Linked DNA regions of Sus scrofa: region 1 is linked to region 2. A link is a contact called in public HiChIP or PLAC-seq data. All regions are on one chromosome and are shown on one strand. Each heading gives the region's core, a stretch centred on a gene start, on an enhancer-like site or on the middle of the called end of the contact. The rest is flanking DNA. Distances are from core to core; before and after follow the strand shown. Region 1 holds the start of RHBDD2 (rhomboid domain-containing protein 2). Region 2 holds the start of MDH2 (malate dehydrogenase 2, NAD (mitochondrial)).

Region 1 (7,140 bases), core at 3,234-5,733, 200 kb before region 2:
TGGGTTAAGGATCCGGTGTTGCCGTGAGCTGTGGTGTACATCGCAAGCACGGCTCAGATCTGGTGTGGCTGTGGCTCTGGCGTAGGCCGGTGGCTGTAGCTCTGATCAAACCCCTAACCTGGGAACCTCCATATGCCGCGGGTGCGGCCCTAGAAAAGACAAAAAGACCAAAAAAAAAAAAATTTACTGAAGTTATGTTAAATGGACACAGGAGCCAACGTGATGAAACCCCACAGACCAAAGACTGGACAACTTTTTTTTTTAAATATTTATTTATTTATTTTTAATTAATCAGTTTATCACATCTGTAGTTGTATAATGATCACCACAATCCAGTTTCACAGGATTTCCATCCCACAACCCAAGCACACCCCCCACCCCCCAAACTGTCTCCTCCAGAGACCATAAGTTTTTCAATGTCTGTGAGTCAGCATTTGTTCTGCAAACAAATTCCGTCTGTCCTTTTTTCAGATTCCACATGTCAGTGAAAGCATTTGATGTTGGTGTCTCATTGTACGGCTGATTTCACTTAGCATGATGATTTCTAGGTCCATCCATGCTGCTAAAAATGCCAGTATTTCATTTCTTTTAATGGCTGAGTAATATTCCATTGTGTGTATGTATCACCTCTTTTTGATCCACTCCTCTGTCGATGGACATTGAGGTTGTTTCCATGTCTTGGCTATTGTAAATAGTGCTGCGATGAACATTGGAGTCCATGTGTCTTTGCGAGTCATGGTTTTCTCTGGATAGATGCCCAGGAGTGGGATTGCTGGATCAAATGGTAGTTCTATTTTTAGTTTTCTGAGGAATCTCCATACTGTTTTCCACAGTGGTTGCACCAATTTACGATCCCACCAACAGTGTAATAGGGTTCCCTTTTCTCCACACTCTTGCCAGCACTTCTTGTTTGTAGACTTTTGGATGATGGCCATTCTGGCTGGTGTAAGGTGGTACCTCATCGTGGTTTTGATTTGCATTTCTCTAATAATTAGTGATGTTGAACATCTTTGCATGTGTTTTTTGGCCATCTGTATGTCTTCTTTGGAGAACTGTCTGTTTAGATCTTCTGCCCATTTTTTGATGGGGTGGTTTGGTTTTTTGGTATGGAAGAAGGTGTTTATAAATTTTGGAGATTAGTCCCTTGTCAGTGGATTCACTTGCAAAGATGTTCTCCCATTCTGTGGGTTGTCTTTTTGTGTTGTTTAGGGTTTCCTTTGCTGTGCAGAAACTTTGAAGTTTGATTAGATCCCATTTGTTTATTTTTGTTTTTATTGTCAATACTCTGAGAGGTGGATCTGAGAAGATGTTGCTGTCGTTTATGTCCGAGAGTGTTTGGCCTATGTTTTCCTCTGAGAGTTTTATAGTGTCTGGTCTTATGTCTAGGGCTTTAATCCATTTGGAGTTTATTTTTGTGTATGGTGTTAGGGAGTGTTCTCATTTCATTCTTTTCCATGTGGCTGTCCAGTTTTCCCAGCACCACTTATTGAACAAGCTATCCCTTCCCCATTGTATATTCTTGCCTCCTTTGTCATAGATTAGTTGGCTGTAGGTGCGTGGATTTAATTCTGGGCTTTCTATCCTGTTCCACTGATCTGTATGTCTGTCTTTGTGCCAGTGCCACGTGGTTTTGATGATTGTTGTTTTGTAGTATAGTCTGAAGTCTGGGAGCCTGATTCCTCCAGCTCCAGACTGGACAACTTGAAACACAACAAAAATTATTAACTGCAATGGAGTAAAACAAAACATGTGTTAAAATTTGTGAGTTCAGAGCAGTCTTTAAAAAATAAAAACTTCAGAGTTCCCTGGTGGCTCAGTGGATTAGGGAGCCAGCACTGTCACTGTTGTGGCTTGGGTCGCTGCTGTGGCAGGGTTTGATCTCTAGCGCAGAAACTCCCATATGCTGCAGATGCACCCAAAAAAATGAATAAAAAAGTAAAACTTCATTGGTTACTCTATCAGTTCCCTAGAGCTGCTATGACAAAGTGCCACCAGGAGTTCCCATTATGGCTCAGCAGTTAACGAATCTAACATCTGTGAGGCCACAGATTCGATCCCTGGCCTCACTCACTGGGTTAAGGATCTGGCATTGCCATGAGCTGTGGTGTATGTAGGTCGCAGATGCAACTCGGATCCTGCATTGCTGTGGCTGTGACTGTGGCATAGGCCGGCAGCTACAGCTCCAATTCAACCCCTAGCTTGGGAACCTCCATATGTGCTTTTTCAGGGTGCAGCCCTGAAAAGCAAAACAAAACAAGACAAAAAATGCCACTAATTGTGTGGCTCAAAACACGAGAAATTTATTGTCTCCCTGTTCTGGAGGCCAGAAGTCCAAAATCAAGGTGTTGGCAGGCCTGTGCTCCATCTGCAACCTGTAGGGAAGAAGTCTTTCTTGCCTCTTCTAGCTGCTGTGTTTGCTGGCAGCCCTTGGCGTTCCTTGGCTTGTAGGAGCATCCCTCTGCTTCCGTCATCACATGGCCATTCGCTCCTCTTCCCAGGAAGCCTCCAGTCCTATTGGATTAAGGGCCTGTCCTACTCCAAATGACCACATCTTAGCTAATTACATCAGCAACAACCTCATTTTCAAGGATGCTCACATTCTTTTTTTTTTTTTTTTTTTTTTTTGCATTTTGGGCCACACCCATGGCATATGGAGGTTCCTAGGCTAGGGGTCAAAATGGAGCTGCAGCTGCCAGCCTATACCACAGCCACAGCCACACCAGATCTGAGCTGCGTCTGCGACCTACACCACAGCTCATGGCAATGTGGGATCGTTAACCCACTGAGCGAGGCCAGGGATCGAACCCACAACCTCATGGTTCCCAGTCAGATTCATTTCTGCTGCACCATGACTGGAACTCCCCAAAGAAGCTTACATTCTGAGCTACTGGGGGTTAGAACTTTAACAGAGGAAAACAGTTCAACCCGTAACAGTCACTTTTAAGGGATCTTAAGGAGGCAGTTCATTCTGAAAACTAAATAAAAAGAATCAATCGGAGTTCCTGTCGTGGCACAGCAGATACGAATCTGACTGGGAACCGTGAGGTTGCGAGTTCAATCCTTGGCCTCGCTCAGTGGGTTAAGGATGCGGCATTGCCTTGAACTGTGGTGTAGGTTGCAGATGTGGCTTGGATTTGGCGTGGCTGTGGCTGTGGCTGGCAGCTACAGCTCCAATTCGACCTTTAGCCTGGGAACCTCCATCACTCAGCTGATGATTGTTGAGCTGAGTGATGAGTCCATGAAAGTTTACGATACTATTCTCTCTATTATGTGTATGTTTTTAATATCCTATAATACAAAGGGGGACAAAAGTCATATAGTATTTCATGCTAAAAATATTGTAAAAATAGGAGTTCCTGTCGTGGCACAGTGGTTAATGAATCCAACTAGGAACCATGAGGTGGCAGGTTCGACCCCTGGCCTTGCTCAGTGGGTTAGGGATCTGCTGTTGCTGTGAGCTGTGGTGTAGGTGGCAGATGCAGCTTGGATCCCACGTTGCTGTGGCTGTGGTGTAGGCTGGTGGCTACAGCTTCGATTAGACCCCTAGCCTGGGAACCTCCATAGGTGGCAGGAGTGGCTCTAGAAAAGGCAAAAAGACAAAAAAAAAAAAAAAAAAAAAAAAAGTAAAAATAAATAATATGGAAATGCATATTTTGTAGATAGCAGAGACACCTGCTTCTGGCTGGCGATAATGTCCAATGATGACATCCCACGCCGTTTCCACAAGGGCTCTCGGTAAAGCCTGAGGCATCTTAAACACGATGTGCTCCAGACGCCTCCTCAGAGATTCCAAATGTGGCTCTAGATACACAGGCATTGGAATAAAACCATTGCAGGAGATGTGGGAGCGGAGGAAGCAGTATTCCTGCTCCGCCTATGCCTTCCTGGAACAGGGACAACGCCATGGAAATTAACTCTTATAAGAAAGAGAAAGAAAGAAACCTGAGAGGCATTGCCACGGAGAGTATCTTGCGATCCTAGTTGGGGTTCTCGTTGGAACAAACCAATGACCAAAAGACATTTTTGAGATAACTGGGGTAATTGAACACAGATTGTTCATTAGGTGATACTAAAAATGTGTTGATTTTGACTTTGTTTTTTTTGTTTGTTTGTTTTTGTTTTTTGCCATTTCTAGGGCTACTCCTGTGGCATATGGAGGTTCCCAGGCTAGGGGTCTAATCAGAGCTGTAGCCACCGGCCTACGCCAGTCACAGCAACGTGGGATCCAAGCTGCGTCTGCCACCTACACCACAGCTCATGGCAACGCCGGATCCTTAACCCACTGAGCAAGGGCAGGGTTCGAACCCGCAACCTCATGGTTCCTAGTCGGATTTGTTAACCACTGCGCCACAACGGGAACTCCAAAAATGTGTTGATTTTGAGGGATGTCGGAATGGTCACGATGATTATATTCTAATGACATTGTGATGATTTACCCCCCCGCCCCCGTAGTTACTAAAGCAGAAAACTGAAGTGAAAGAGGCCAGACACTGAAGGTCACGCAGAGGATGAGATATCCAGGAAAGTAAATCCGAAGAGACAGACAAGAGATCCGTGGTTGCCGGGGGCCGTGGGAAAGGCGTGAGTGTTTATGGGCATGCGGGTTTCTTTGGGGCTGATGAAAATGCTTTGAAACGAGACAGAGCTGGTGGTTGCACAACGTTGTGAACGCACGAAATGCCCCTGAGATACATACATACTTTGAGATGGTTAATAGGTGACGTTTACCTCAATTTTTTAAAAAGAGAAAAATAATGCAGGAGAGATGAATAGATGGACATAAAGGAAACGGGACTGGCCAGACATGGATTATTATTGAAGCTAGAGATGGGTATTTGGGGTTTCATTATACTATTCTCTTGACTTGCATATGTTTTAAATGTTTCATAACAGATGTGTGTGTGTGTGTGTGTGTGTGTGTGTGTGGACGGTCTCAGGGATACTAAAGACACTGGTGTTAGAGTTGCAGGGGGAGATTTGAACAAAATAGCTTCATGAACTCAGAGAGTGGAAAATCTGGTGTTTGTAAATTAATACATTGCTATATATATATAACATACATTTTTTAAATAAGCACATACCAAAATTGATAAATACCATTTCACAAATGTTACAAATATATTACAAAGAGGCATCCCCCTCCTGAAAATGTGTACATTCAAGTGGGGAAAAAAGACCCTTTCTTTGAGGCTTTTTCAGAAGCAGCTTCGTCTTTGTGGGCTGCTTTTATTCCAGCACTTCGTGTATAGTTCTGGAACAAACAAGAGGAGCCTGCCATTAGAAAGGGGACCTGGTGGTCTAGCAGTCAAGGATTGGACATTGTCACGGTCAAGGCTCGGTTCCCGGCTCTGGTGTGGGGTCGATCCATGGCCTGGGAAATTCTGCATGTCGTGTGTGCGTCCAAAACACAACACAAAGCAAGAAAGGCGTCGTCCTTCCTGGAGCAGAGCCACATCCCACTGCTTCAGCTCGCATGTGTTTGTCTGTTTTGACTGCCCTCGAAACATGCAGAAGCCAGTCTTCACTCTGTGGGCTGCACCCAGTGGGCTGGGGTGGACTCGGCTCACAAGCCTCGGTCTGCTGACTCTGATTCAGACCCTCCCGGCTGCGTCTCGGGGAGGCTGCAGCCAGAGTCCCTGGGTACCCGTCCACCCACAGGATCCCGTCCAACGCTGCTCTTGCCCAATTCCCAGCCCCAACCCTCTGCAGGAGCTGGTTTCCAAAGAAACTGTGTTAGTCAAGATTCTCAGCGAAACAGAACCATTCGGGTGTAATGCTACGGAGAGAGAAATAGAGACTTATTTTACAAAATTGCCTCACACGATGGTGGTTGCTGACAAGTCCAAAATCTGTAGGGCAAGATGGCAGGCTGGAAATTCAGGCTGCGGTTACAGCGTTGAGTCCCAGCTCCACAGCGCAGCAGACTGGCAGCTCAGGGAGTGTTTCTATGTCACAGGCTGGAGGAGAAATCCTTCTTTTGAGGAACCCTCAGGCTTTGCTCTCTCTCTCTTTTTTTTTTCTGCCTCACCTGTAGCATGTGGAAGTTCCCAGGCCAGGGATCAAAACTGCGCCACAGCAGTGACTGGAGCCACTTGGCAGTGACAGTGCCCGATCTTTAACTACTAGGCCACCAGGGAACTCCAGGCTTTGCTCTTAAGGCCTTCAACTGATTAGATGAGGCTTAATCATATTGCAAAGAGTGATGCACTTCCCTCATCGTCTTCTGATTTTAACGTTTAGTCACATCTGAAAGATACCTTCGCATGGGCTCTCCCGTTGTGGCTCAGCAGGTTACAAACCCAACTCATATTCTTGAAGGGGAGGGTTCGATCCCTGGCCTCGCTCAGTGGGTTAAGGATCTGGCATTGCCATGAACTGTGGTGTAGGTCCCAGATGTGCCTCGGATCCCGTATTGCTGTGGCTGTGGCTCTGGCGTAGGCCAGTAGCTGCAGCTCCGATTCAACCCCTAGCCTGGAAACTTCCATATGCCATATGTGCAGCCCTAAAAAGCAAAATACACACACACACACACACACACACACACACACACACACACACACACACACATGCACACACACATCTTCACTGCCACATCAAGACTGGTGTCCAGCCAACACCTGGGCATCTTAGCCTAGCCACGTTGACACATGAAATGAACCGTCCCATTACCTCTGCCCCAGAACCCAGGTGCGTGGGCCTGAGGCCAGGAGAAAGGGAGAAGACCTTCGCCTCCCTTCAGTCCGAGTCCTGCTTCTCCACCCTTCAGGCTTCGTCCAAGGACTGGCCTCTTTCCAGAATGGCTGCCAGTGAAAATTCTACCCCGTCCAGGGGAAGCATGACGCCCAGCCACAGCGACGCTCAGCACTGCGTCAGGATGATGAGATTCGAACTCGAGTTTCAGCTCGGCTGCTCACCTGCGGTGGGGCCTGTGTGTTCACCAGCTCCAGGCCTCCAGCTGACCCCTGGACCCTGTAGAACGAAGCAGACGCTCAACAGATGCTTTTGCCTTGCCTGAGCTTTAGGAAGCCTTATCTGATCCAAAAATAGCTGTATTTCCCCAGGCCAGTCCTCCCTGCCCCTTTTTCTATCCCCGTCCCAGCTTTGCGTCAGAGTATCTTTCAGCCCAAAGAGCAGCCGTCG
Region 2 (6,656 bases), core at 4,092-6,591:
GCCCACTACACTCCTGAAGTACCCTAGTGGTCCTGGGAGGGTGACAGGCCTACCCATGCAGCAATTCACCTGTCATAGGGGCTGGCGAACTGCTACACAAAAGCTGTAAGCCCCCTGTGTCTGGGGTCACCTCCTCCAACTCTGTCTCCAGCACTTGCTTCTCTGCTTGACTGGGCTTGTGCCCCACCTTCTGCTCCTGACACGGGGTCTGGATTCAGCTCTGTTCTCACTTGCCTGACCTCCGGCTGGTCTGAAGTCTCTGCTTCCCACTCAGATCTGCCACCATCAGCAACTCCCAGCTCTTGGGAGCGCTTCGCCAGCTGCCTCTGCTGTCACACATCTTGGAAAGCCAAATCCTTTGACTTCCCGCAGGTATGGGCCCCAACTGAAGGTTAAGCTATCTACCTAGACACAATTCCGCTTTAAAATGTATGTCCCTGCACCCGCATGTTCATTGCAGCTCTATTCACAATAGCCAGGACATGGAAACAACCCAAATGTCCATCAACAGATGATTGGAATAGGAAGATGTGGTATACATACACACAATGGAATACTACTCAGCCATAAAAAAGAATGACATAATGCCATTTGCAGCAACATGGAACTAGAGACTCTCATACTGAGTGAAATGAGTCAGAAAGACAAATACCATATGATATCACTAATAACTGGAATCTAATATCCAGCACAAATGAACATCTCCACAGAAAAGATAATCATGGACTTGGAGAATAGACTTGTGGCTGCCCCACGGGAGAGGGAGGGAGTGGGAGGGATCGGGAGCTTGGGGTTATCGGATACAACTTGGAATAGATTTACAAGGAGATCCTGCTGAGTAGCATTGAGAACTATGTCTAGATACTCATACTGCAACAGAACAAAGGGTAGGGGAAAAATGTATACATGTAAGAGTAACTTGATCCCCATGCTGTACAGCGGAAATAAAATAAAATAAAATGTATGTCCCCATTTTCCAATACTTTAGGGCACCTAGAGAAAAATAAGGGACACTCCTCTGCAGGTGGGACAATTACAACCTTTCTAATTCATTTAAGCTCGAAGGATCTGAAAGCAAAGATTTAAAATACTTCACTTGAGGTACAATTTTAGGGTTCAAGAGAAGGCAGGTTAGCAGAGAACATGTGCACCTAAGGAAAAAAAAAACCTGATAGCTCATGACTACGGTCTAAGCCTATATAAGGAAGAAAGTGGTGAGTGTATATATGTGTGTGTGTGTGTGTGTGTGTGTGTGTGTGTGTGTGTGTGTGTGTGTGTGTGGCTTTTGTAAGGGTGTGTCAAGGAGGCTATCAATGTTATTTGTATATTGCGTATAAAGATATACTATCAAGAACGAGCAAAATTAATCTGTGGTGTTAAGTATCAGGAAGCAGCTCTCTGGGGCATGACGGAACTGTCTGGAATAACAATGTTTCTATGGCTTATTTTGGGTGGTGGCTACAAGGGTGTAAATTGTCAAAACCATTCAGTTGCCCACTTAAGATCTGTGTACTGCTCTGTATGTAAACCATATGGCAATCATTTTTCAAATCCCCTGCATAGAACCAGGTTTATGTGTTGAGGGATGTGAATAAGAAGGTGTATATGGATGCAAGTCTGTGTGTGGCCCCACCTGTACATCCATGAACTTGGTTGGGGCCTGGTCTGTGACAAACCACATGAACTTGGCCAAACAGAAGGTATACACAGAACTTTAGTGTGGCTCTCACAGCCACCCATGATCCTTTGCTCATCATTCCTTATTTGCCCAGTATTTCCCCCATGGCAACAACTGTCATCCAAACCTACGCCCAGGCAACAGCTTCTCTCATTATCTCATTCTGCTCTCACTTTCATGCCTGGGAAGGTTAAGGCCACTGACTACTAAGAGTCCCACCCCACCAACTGCCCCCTGAGTACCCTTCAAGCTTCTTCCCAGATCGGAGGGATAAGCATCCTCTGACCTCATTGCCTCCCACTTAAATCCTTCTCTCTTTCTCCTTTTAGCATCTCAAAGCTCTTCATCTCCTTAGCATTTTTCTGATTTCAAACACAAGTCTCAGCTTTTTTTTTTTTTTTTTTTTTTTTTTGTCTTTCTAGGGCCACACTTGCGGCACATGGAGTTTCCCAGGCTAGGGGATCAATCAGAGCTGTAGCCACCGGCCTACACCACAGCCACAGCCACACCAGATCCAAGCTGTGTCTGCAACCTACACAGCTCATGGCAACACCAGATCCTTAACCCACTGAGCAAGGCCAGGGATCGAACCTGCAACCTCATGGTTCCTAGTCAGATTTGTTTCCACTACACCACGATGGGAACTCCTCAATTTTCTTTAAACAGCTCATGAAGCCAGAAAGAAAATCCCTACAATAGCTTGGCTTGTGCCCTCTGAAGCTTGTGCAGGCAGAGGCTGGTGGTGGATCCACATCTGGACAAGTCTGACGCTGGCAGCTGCATTTGCAACAGCCTACACCCCTAGAATTTGTTGTGGCAAATCCTATGTGTTTCCTATAGACGGGCAAGAGAGAAGGCCAACTACAAGCCTTGTTAAAGCCCACAAGGGCCACCTGGGCAGACAAAGGACCAATTGCAGGTAGTGGGGGATTCCAGAAAACAGGGTTTAAGGTAGCAACTGGAAGCAGCAAAACTGAGATGTCACCACCTAGGTCAAGGAAACTACAGGTAAAAGAGACTCTCAAAAGCACTGCATGGAGTGTCAGCTCCAAACTCCCGTCAAGCTCAAAAGGACCTTTCCTGCCCCGTCTTTATTTTCACCGCCCCCCCTCCACCAACACTGATGACTCTGAAGCCTCAGCCTTGAGAGGTATCGAGGAAGTAAGATGGCGAAATGGAGAAGTGAACCACTCTCCTCTCCAAAAGCAGGAGCCAGAAGCAAGCTCAAGAGGGGAAGCGGGGGAGCCTTTTGAGTTAAGTTCGGAGTTTTGAATATTAATATGAACTGGACATCTAGGCTATTTATTGCAACAAGTTTGTCCTGGTGACTAGATGTAACTTGAGGGCAAGCAAAGATTTAAAAGATGAGTGGGAATGAAGACATACAACCATTTTCCGACTGCACCAGGCTTCTTGAAGGAAGCTCTGCCTATCTAGTATAATAGTTACACTACAAAGCAGGGCAGTGCCTTAACACAGCAGCTGTTAAGATGATTATGAACCACCTTGGGATTTTCAAAAAGCAACTACGAGTTCCCATCATGGTTCAGCAGTAATGAACCCGACTAGCATCCACGAGGACACGGATTTGACCCCTGGCTTCGCTCAGCGGGTTAAGGATCTAGTGTTGCCATGAGCTGTTATAGGTCGCAGACACAGCTCAGATCCCAAGTTGCTATGGCTGTGGTGTAGACTGGCAGCTGTAGCTCCAATTTGACCCCTAGCCTGGGAACCTACATATGCCACAGGTGCGGCCTTAAAAAGACAAACACCGTCACTGATAAAGAGCACAGCCCTCTTGTCCCCACTCCCACAAAAATTATGTTTACCGTCTCCTCCAGCTTTTTCTTTGGGCTCTTTTCTCATTCTTTCTCACTGGCACACTTCCCATTGTTAAAAGCCCAGCTCCTAGAGCTCCAAAGCCTTCCCAAAAGCCCAGGCATGGATCTCTCCCTCCTGCGCAGCTGAGCCTAACTCCTGCTTTTTATTTCCTTTACAGCTCAGCTTCGGTGCTTCATCCTCCAAAGTCCTCTCACGAGGCGGCCCCCTCCACCCCAAGTCGGGGTGAGACAGACTTCCTCTGTGTCCCCACAGCCCTCATAATTCTCCAAGGGTTGGCCATACCATGCTGCTTGCAATTTACCTGTCTCCCCCACTAGACGACGAGTCCCCTGAAAGCAGAAAATGTGTGGATCTTGCTCACAGTGGAGCAGCCAGCTCCAAGCTTGGGCTGGCATGTTTTCATAGCTCAATGAACAAGTGAAAAGGAGGGACAAAAGCCAGTCATCATGTACTCCCTGCTCATGATTCCATCTTCGGGTCTTGTGCTAACTGTTCTTTGCACCCGCTGCTTCCCCAACCAATGTTCTCAGGCAGGCTCAGCCATGGGTCCTATCCGTCAGTTTGTACACTCCTCTATAGAAGCAGTAACCTGCAGCTCACTTATCTACCCCACTTGATTTTGAATTTTTTTTTTCTTTTTAGGGCCACACCCAAGGCATATGGAGGTTCCCAGGCTAGGAATCCAATCAGAGCTGCAGCTGTCAGCCTACAACACAGCAACACAGGATTTGAGCCACACCTGTGACCTACACCACAGCTGACGGCAACACAGGATCCTTAGCCCACTGAGTGAGACCAGGGATTGAACCTTTGTCCTCATAGATGCTAGTCAGATTCGTTTTCACTGAGCCGCAATTCACTGAACTCTGACCCTGAACTTCCTGAGAGCAAGGAATTCTCTGTACGCCCATAAAATACAACGGGAGGTGTGTGTGAATGAAGCTTATAAATTAACTGATGAATTTAAATAAGCTTCTTCTGAACAGCAACCCTATCTTTATTTCTGGCCAGGTAGATTCTGAGTAAATCCACTTAACCGAGCTCAGCCAGTTTCTTTACCCCTTCAGCAGAAACATTATTCTGGGTTCACGTTATTACTGGGCAGACCTGAGGAGTAAGGACTGGCAACTCATCACCTGTTTCTGCATCTATAACGTGGGGCTGCTTCCCTCTAAACTCAGGAAGAGTAGATCAGTGTTGCACACAAGATCAGTGCTCAGGGTGTCTCTAAAGCTTTCTAAACTGCAGTGGAAGGTTCTGGTTACCAGGAAGGATGACAACACTGGAGGGTGGACCGGGTCTGTGTGAGCAGGGGCGGGGCAGGGGTGCACCGAAGTGATGATTAGGAGAGCCCCCATTTTTCCACCCGTAATCCCAAGATTTTCGGCCTCCCCGTCCCTCTTTCCTTTCCAAAGCTTTCCAGGGCTCGGAGCCCCTCCCGCCTCCAGGGGCAGGAGGGGTAGGTTTGGCCGAGTCCGGGCCCGGGGCGCCAACTCGGCCGGTCTCCCTGTCAGAGCCTCTGTCTGGGGCCCCACCTGCAAAATGGCTCCTCTAAGGCTCTTCCAGCCTCAAGCCCGTCTTCTTCCACCTCTCGGGTGCAGACTCTCCCTCCCACTCCGACCGCGTCTCCCGACCCGCGCTATGACCTAGCCCTGGACCCGGCTCCGGGCGCGTCCCACCGCCCGCCACCGCTACAACCCGGATGCGGCCGAGACACCGCGAGATCCGGGAGGTGGGGCGCCGGAAGTCGGGCCAGTCTCGCGAGACCTGGCGGAGCGGAGCCGGGAGGGCCTGTGGAGTGTGGAGGTCGTTGGAGTCACTTTCTTGCTGCCAGCTCGTTTGCCGGCCGGTCCTCTCCCCGCACGCCCCAGCCATGCTCTCCGCCCTCGCCCGGCCTGCCGGCGCCGCTCTCCGCCGCAGCTTCAGCACCTCGGCCCAGGTAGGCCCTGCGAAGCAGAGGCTCCCCTGCGTAGGCCACGTGTGTTGCTGGCTCGCTAGCAGCCTGACTCCCAGGTCAGCCTGGACCGCGGGGCCGCCCGGTGCCGACCCGCGGCTGTGGCCCCCTCGGCCGGCCCTGATACCCCGCAGGAAGTGCGGGAGTAGGGGAGAGGCAACTCTAGGACCGATGCGCTTCTCCGAGCCCCACAGCTCGCCTCCAGGTCCTCCAGAGGGCCTGCTCCTTCCAGGTTGAAAAGCCAGGGCTCTCGAGCCGAAAGCCACTTATTTTCCATAGTACTTTGAGAGACTAACCTCGTTCTTCCTGCAGCGTCTGTACAAATAGTGTGTAATTTTTAACTCCGTAGTGCAGATAAACGCTGAAGGTAGAGCACTGGTTCAAGGTTACACAGTCTTTCGGCCAAAGTTTTAAAATTCAGCTCTCCTGACCACCGTCAGTGACTTTTGGAACAACAAGCTTTTCCTCTAAGAATCTGAAGACGCTGCTTCCTCTTAAGGACCTTTTGAAGGCTCCTTCCTGCTGCCGGCGGACTGGGCCGGCCCCCACGCGGTGTAACAGTACATGATGTGGGCCTGGGACTACTTAAGCCTAACCTATTTTTAGCCGTCTTCTAGGGCAGCGATTCTCAAACTCTGGTGTGAGTTAGGATCACCTGGAAGCTGATGACGATCGGAGGCGAAGGCTCATTAAAGGAGGTTGGGATCCGGGCCTAAGTATTTTTACCAAGTGATTCTCATATAGCCAAAGTCTGAGAAGCCTGGAGATACCCACATTGCCTCTTAGGTACCACACCCAAAGGGGAGGTGGTTATTGAATGAGATTCCTCATTTCTTGTTTAGCTTCTGTCTTTCAGATCAGTTTGCTGTGAGTGGAATTCATTTTTAAAATATAGAAATAAGCGCATTGAGTATTCATGTTTGCCAAAAATTGTCCTTGGGGCTGCAAGTGATACCATGATGGCTGCACTTTGGCCAACAAGGAGTAAATGTAGGATAGGTGGAGGGGATGAAGATAGATGCTGAGGAGTGGGGAAGGGAACGCAGTGAAGCTAAGGCAATGGGATTCGCTGACAGGTGATTTAACGAAGGGTATTGAGAGAAAGGGGACCATGGAGGACAGCAAGGCTTTGGGCTTTCGAGTTGAGGTGTGCCAAGATGATACAGATTGTTAGAAGAAAAG

Evidence for each region. HiChIP or PLAC-seq counts read pairs in DNA pulled down with a chosen protein or histone mark.
Region 1: a contact with region 2 is called in an H3K27ac HiChIP or PLAC-seq map of alveolar macrophages. The contact joins the promoter of RHBDD2 here to the promoter of MDH2 in region 2. A contact is called at or near these places in 1 of 5 promoter capture datasets (liver) and 2 of 2 datasets of contacts at active chromatin or transcription factors (alveolar macrophages and skeletal muscle).

Annotation. Positions count from the first base shown.
Region 1 is chr3:10,326,981-10,334,120 of Sscrofa11.1, reverse strand. It overlaps RHBDD2 (rhomboid domain-containing protein 2), which reads left to right and starts at 4,483. Exons shown (of 5, transcript XM_021086310.1): 1 at 4,483-4,581.
Region 2 is chr3:10,131,390-10,138,045 of Sscrofa11.1, reverse strand. It overlaps MDH2 (malate dehydrogenase 2, NAD (mitochondrial)), which reads left to right and starts at 5,341. Exons shown (of 9, transcript NM_001244153.1): 1 at 5,341-5,459. The coding sequence starts at 5,394. It overlaps STYXL1 (serine/threonine/tyrosine-interacting-like protein 1), which reads right to left and starts at 6,538. Exons shown (of 15, transcript XM_021086298.1): 1 at 5,771-6,538.